Regions from separate parts of the Arabidopsis thaliana genome. Here region 1 is linked to region 2. Evidence: chromatin contacts called from public capture Hi-C data. All regions are on one chromosome and are shown on one strand. The core of a region is the stretch at or near the end of the contact, and the rest is flanking DNA. Distances in the headings are between cores, read along the strand shown. Region 1 holds the start of ACS11 (1-aminocyclopropane-1-carboxylate synthase 11). Region 2 holds the start of AT4G07990 (Chaperone DnaJ-domain superfamily protein).

Region 1 (3,167 bases), core at 292-2,791, 58 kb after region 2:
TAATTCCATGCAATCAGTGCACGTTTCACTCCATCTACCAATCTACATTGATGAAACTTTAACTGCTTTTTATGATCTTGTTCTTAAGTATAAGCTTAGTAGATATTTATTTTCTCCTGATCATTCAACATCAAAAATGAAAAGTGTGTCTTATGAGAACAATTTCTTATTTTCTTGAAGAAGTGTCATGATTCGATTTGTGAGTCTCATGCATTATTCAAAAGTTATACAATTTTGCTAGAAAGAGTCATTTTGCATTTTTTTTTTTTTTACATTGATATGATTACCTATGAGGCTATGACCCATTTCTATATCTTTATAATTGATGTTTATTTTAAGTGATTTGAAATGCTCTAACGATGAAATTGGTGATGAAAATGAGAGAATTTAACCCAATTACTGGAGATGATCCATTAAGGTATATTATCTTCCCTTGTGTTTACTTTAGACAACGAAACTATACGTGGGAAAATTTTATGTTAAAAGTTACTATAAAGGTAGTAACAAAACTTATAAGATTTCTTCCCTTTATAGTATATTTGAAAACCTGACTGACTGAGACATTTTTGTTACTATAAAGAGAAGAAAATATACTAGAAAGCTAAAACAAGACATTCCATTTCAACCAAAACTATAATCTCTACTGATTTACCTTATAACTTTTTACCATTCTTTGTCAACTTTAATAGTCATTTTCACTTTTAAGATGGGTTACTTTCCAAAATTTGAAAATCTGACTGAGACGTTTTTGTGTGCTTTACATATACAAAAAAAACTTTAGAGCATAAGAACGACTAGAAAAAAAAAAAAAAAAACTAAAGTGAGTTCCCACAAATAACACAAAAATAGAAGAAGCAATAAAAAAAAAAGAGTTACGTTATAGAAAAGAGTTTTCGTCAATTATTGTTTCCCTGGTGAAAGAGTAAAAAGATGAAAAATCATATTAACAATAATAGAAGATTACGATAAAAGCTTAAGATGGGAGAGACCTCATATGCATAAAGTGTTCCCATGCCATTTCTATCTCTACATGTTAAACCTCATTGCTTTCATCAGCATCTTTCTACCAAACCGATGAAGTATGATTGATATATTGTGTGATTCAAATCTCCAAATTTTGTTTTATTGCATGATTAAAAATATCCCCGACCTTATAATATACGTCTACCTTTTGTTTATGTCCTTGCTGTCCACTATCAAAAATAAAAAGGAACATACAGATAGGATAACAAATACATCGGAAACTCAAAGGAAATGAGAGAATAAATACAAATAAATAATACTTCCAAATTGTAAACTCTAATTTAACAAGGAAAAACATTTTCTAAAAATTATCATACGATTAAAAAATATTATAAGCATTAAATAGAAAAAAAAAGTGTACGTGTGGGTGTGGGTCAGAATAATTAAATAATTTTGTACGTGTGGGTTTTTTAGTCAAAAGAATCAACACCGTCTACTTTCACTATAGCTAATAATGTCGGGACAATGTCTCCTAATAGATCACCTCCCTTAGCTTCCTCTACATTATATATTCACCATTCTTCTTTCTTTGTTCCTCAACAGGGCTCACATTCTCTATCCACCAAAACTTTTCTTCTACTTTTCTATCTATATATCTATTGTTGAGCTACAAAGTGAAAGTACTTTTACTTGCTATATTGATCACCAAGTTATAGCATTTAAAAAAAATGTTGTCAAGCAAAGTTGTTGGCGACTCTCATGGACAAGACTCATCCTACTTCCTTGGATGGCAAGAATACGAGAAGAATCCTTTCCACGAGTCGTTTAACACTAGTGGGATTGTTCAAATGGGTCTTGCTGAAAACCAGGTTTGTATCAATGAATCTACTAACTATTTTAACTCATAGAGAACAAAACTAGTATGTACACAATTTCCAAACTTTTGTTTATCGGTTGTTGTTTCCGTTCTTTTTGCAGCTTTCTTTTGACCTAATAGAGAAATGGCTTGAAGAGCATCCAGAAGTCTTGGGTTTGAAGAAAAATGATGAGTCGGTGTTTAGACAATTAGCTCTGTTCCAAGATTACCATGGCTTGCCAGCTTTCAAGGATGTAAGTAACATATTGGGAGTGTTTAAACAAAGTTTCAGTTTAGTTTAACTTTAACGGAAACAAATAATCGATAGGGTTTTGATATTTCGAATTCAAAAGATCGAAAATTCGCGTGTGGTTATTTTTTTATTTATTATTATTATTCTTTTTGGATTCGGTTTTTCGGATATATAAAAAGAGAGTAAACATTATAGGAGTAGAGTCAAACTATGATACTAAATATTCTATGGTTTTACACAACAGGCCATGGCGAAGTTCATGGGGAAAATCAGAGAGAACAAAGTGAAATTCGATACGAACAAGATGGTTCTTACAGCTGGATCAACCTCGGCTAACGAGACTCTAATGTTCTGTCTTGCTAATCCAGGAGATGCCTTTCTTATCCCTGCACCTTATTATCCAGGGTACGTGTATATTTTTACACTAACGTTTCTGAATATGTTAGTGTTATTTACAAGAGAGACTAAATTTGTTTTTTGTTTTTTGTCATCATGAAGGTTTGATAGAGATCTCAAATGGAGGACAGGAGTAGAGATTGTTCCTATCCATTGCGTAAGCTCAAATGGGTACAAGATAACCGAGGATGCATTAGAAGATGCCTACGAACGAGCTCTCAAACATAACCTAAATGTTAAAGGAGTTCTCATAACCAACCCTTCAAACCCACTTGGAACCTCTACCACCCGTGAAGAGCTTGATCTTCTTCTGACCTTCACATCAACCAAGAAAATCCATATGGTTAGCGATGAGATCTACTCGGGAACGGTTTTCGACTCTCCTGAGTTCACCAGCGTTCTAGAAGTGGCTAAGGACAAGAACATGGGTTTAGATGGTAAAATCCATGTTGTTTACAGCTTGTCCAAAGATCTAGGCCTCCCCGGATTTCGTGTTGGCTTGATTTACTCAAACAATGAGAAAGTGGTGTCAGCCGCGACTAAAATGTCGAGTTTTGGACTCATTTCTTCCCAAACTCAACATTTGCTAGCCAATTTGCTGTCTGATGAAAGATTCACGACCAACTATTTGGAAGAGAACAAGAAGAGGCTGAGAGAGAGAAAGGATAGGCTGGTTTCGGGTCTAAAGGAAGCGGGTAT
Region 2 (2,934 bases), core at 384-2,883:
AATAATAGTAGCATCAGACACTACAGTCCCACAAAGAATAAACCAAAACAAACAGACGTAAAGATTAACCCGCAGAGAACAGAATCATTGTATGATTCTGTGATTCCACAGGTTATATTAACAGTCACACTTTTCGGCAAAACCTCTTATTAGAGCAACATAACAAATAAGTCAGTGTTTTCTAGTGAAGTTATGCTTCTCTAGATAGCTACCAAATTCACACTTTATATCACCAATCAAAGCCTAAACTTTTCCATTAAATTTTTTTTATTGCGAGAGTCATATTATCATTCACAATGAACACAAATGCCAATAAGCTCCTCTAAAGATGAACCAACTAGAACCTTATCTAACCCGGTAGCTAATCATTTCTCAACCATCAATCCTCGACTATGAGCACGAAAGCACAGAAAACCAAAAAGCTACTTTCTCAAGCATAATTCGATACAACATTGACACAACTAAAACCAATCATCAAACCCTCACACCAACAAACATTAAGATCAATCTCGCTTAAAGTACGCCGCTTATGAAAATTCACACTTTGTATCACCAATCACAGTCTCTATAATTTTTCCATTACTTACAGAGAATGTCATAACAAAAAAGAATCAACTAGAACCTTATCAAACTCTCTAACTAATCATTTCAAAACCATCAATCATCGCGTACGAGCACGAAAGCACGTAAAACCCGAAAACTAAAGCTATTTTGACCTCAAGCAAAGCCAATGAAATTCACACTATATGTCACCAATCAGAGCCTATAATTTTCCATTACTACTTAGAATGTCACAACAAAAAAAGAATCAAGTAAAACCTTATCAAACTCTCTAGCTAATCATTTCTCAACCATCAATCATCGCGTACGAGCACGCACGTTAGAACGTAAAAACCCGAAAACTAAAGCTATTCTGACCTCAAGCAAAGCCTATGAAATTTACACTTTATATCACCAGCCTATAATTTTCCATTACTACTAAGAATGTCAGAACAAAAAAGAATCAACTATAACCTTTTCAAACTCTCTAACTAATCATTTCAAAACCATCAATCATCGCGTACGAGCACGCACGAAAGCACGTCAAAACCGGAAAACTAAAGCTACTCTGACCTCAAGCAAAGCCTATGAAATTCACACTTTATATCACCAATCAGAGCCTATAAGTTTCCATTGAATAACTACAACTTTATCAACTATAACGTTATCAAACTCTTTAAACAGTTCTTAAACACAATTTCGAGATATGAACGAAAACAAAACTAATGAATTTTGACTCACGGCGAAAGTAGTAGCGGTTGCGCAGATTACAAAAGCCGCGAGGACTTCCCAAGGCCTTGAGTCCGGCTTCTGCTGCGGTGGTGGAGGATTCCATTTCTTATCTTTATCATCTTCGCCTCCCATTTTCTCTCTGCTTCGTTTTCTACGAATTACGATAATCGATAAGAGGATCTTTGGGGTTGTAACAACATCGTCAGAGAATTTCGATTGCTTCTCTTCTTTCTTCACTACTTTGAAGATCAAATTGGATTTTGATTTTTTTTTTTCTTCTTCCACCGCCTCAATTCGTCTTTGGAAGACGTTTTCTCTCCGTCGTACCGACGACGAACAATTTTCAGAATTTTTTGTTTTCGATAGGTGAGAAATAGTTGGGCCCTTATTGGGCCTCTTTCCCAAACAAAGAACGAATATTGTTTTTTTTTTTTTTTTTCGTCTGAATAATTCATGAAATTATCCAAAGGTGAAATACAAGGAAGAAATATATAGTATAATACTAAAGTTGGCAGGATTTTAACCTTCAAAAACTAAAAAAACATAGGGAGATAAACAAAAGAACGAATTAATAAGTAAATTGATTAGAAATAAAGAGAATCTAGAAAAAAAATCTGAATTAGGAGCTAAGGGATCGACGCACAAAAGCCTTATTTGTCTTGTTGAGAGGAACCGAGTCAAAATCCATTGTATAGCTCTTCTTTGTGCTGAAAGACTTTTTTGACAAATTTTCCGACGTTAAATAAATAGTCAGAAATTTTCGACGGCTTCGTAATGATATTCCGACGGATTTCTGACGACATGTTTCCCGTCAAAACACCGTCGAAACTTTCCTATGGATTCAAAATGGTCGACAATTCGTCAGTGATTTCCAACGAAACTCCGACCAAATATTTCGACGGATTTCCGACCAAAATATATCCGTTTTGACACCTCTAATATTCGTCAGAATATGTTGTACCTTTCCGACAAAATTCCAACAAAATACACTCGGTTAAGTAGCCGTCCGGTCAAATAGCCGTGCGTATAGTTATTTATAAAAAAATCATCAAATCTCCAACGAAAATCAGTCGAAAACTCGTCTGACATCCGTCAAAAACTCGTCGGAAAAATTGATAATTCTCATCTTTATTTTTTCTACCCTCATTGACAAAATCGTCCAAGCAACAAAATAGAACCAGAGAGAAATGGTTTCTTCGAATCCGTTTAATTATTTTTGATCATGGATGGACCAGCCCATGCGTGATCCGGTGACGGAGTTGCTAACGCCAGAATATACAGAAGGTCTTAAACAATTCATGGCATTTGCGACAAACCAACCAGTAACCATCAAATCAAAACAAATGTATTGTCCGTGTTCTACATAACTAATTTTAAGAGTTATTCTGGTATCTTAAGTTTGGATGCATTTATATGGGGATGGGTTTATGCCGGGGTACAAAGCTTGGCTCATGTATGGAGAGAATGAGTCAATCACTACAAGAAAATAGGCAAACGACGACTACGCAAGGCGACTAACAATGTATTCGTCCTTTTTTGCGACTATATTACGACTGATGGACGACGACGTTACGACAATAGACAAATTGGTCGTTCCATAGTCGTATTTTAGCGACTACAAGCTTTAGTCGGTAAATAGTCGTCCAAGTACGACTATTTGAC

Evidence for each region. Capture Hi-C pulls out chosen DNA fragments and counts their contacts.
Region 1: a contact with region 2 is called in a capture Hi-C map of seedling, with 2.1 times the contacts expected there. A contact is called at or near these places in 3 of 26 Hi-C or Micro-C datasets (callus, leaf and root) and 1 of 3 other capture datasets (seedling).

What each region holds. Positions count from the first base shown.
Region 1 is chr4:4,885,421-4,888,587 of TAIR10.1, forward strand. ACS11 (1-aminocyclopropane-1-carboxylate synthase 11) reads left to right here and starts at 1,542. Exons shown (of 4, transcript NM_116873.2): 1 at 1,542-1,832; 2 at 1,942-2,073; 3 at 2,317-2,477; 4 at 2,571-3,167. The coding sequence starts at 1,692. It overlaps AT4G08039 (Defensin-like (DEFL) family protein), which reads right to left and starts at 615. Exons shown (of 2, transcript NM_001036515.1): 1 at 553-615. The coding sequence starts at 615.
Region 2 is chr4:4,827,534-4,830,467 of TAIR10.1, forward strand. AT4G07990 (Chaperone DnaJ-domain superfamily protein) reads right to left here and starts at 1,634. Exons shown (of 7, transcript NM_116868.4): 1 at 1,282-1,634. The coding sequence starts at 1,404.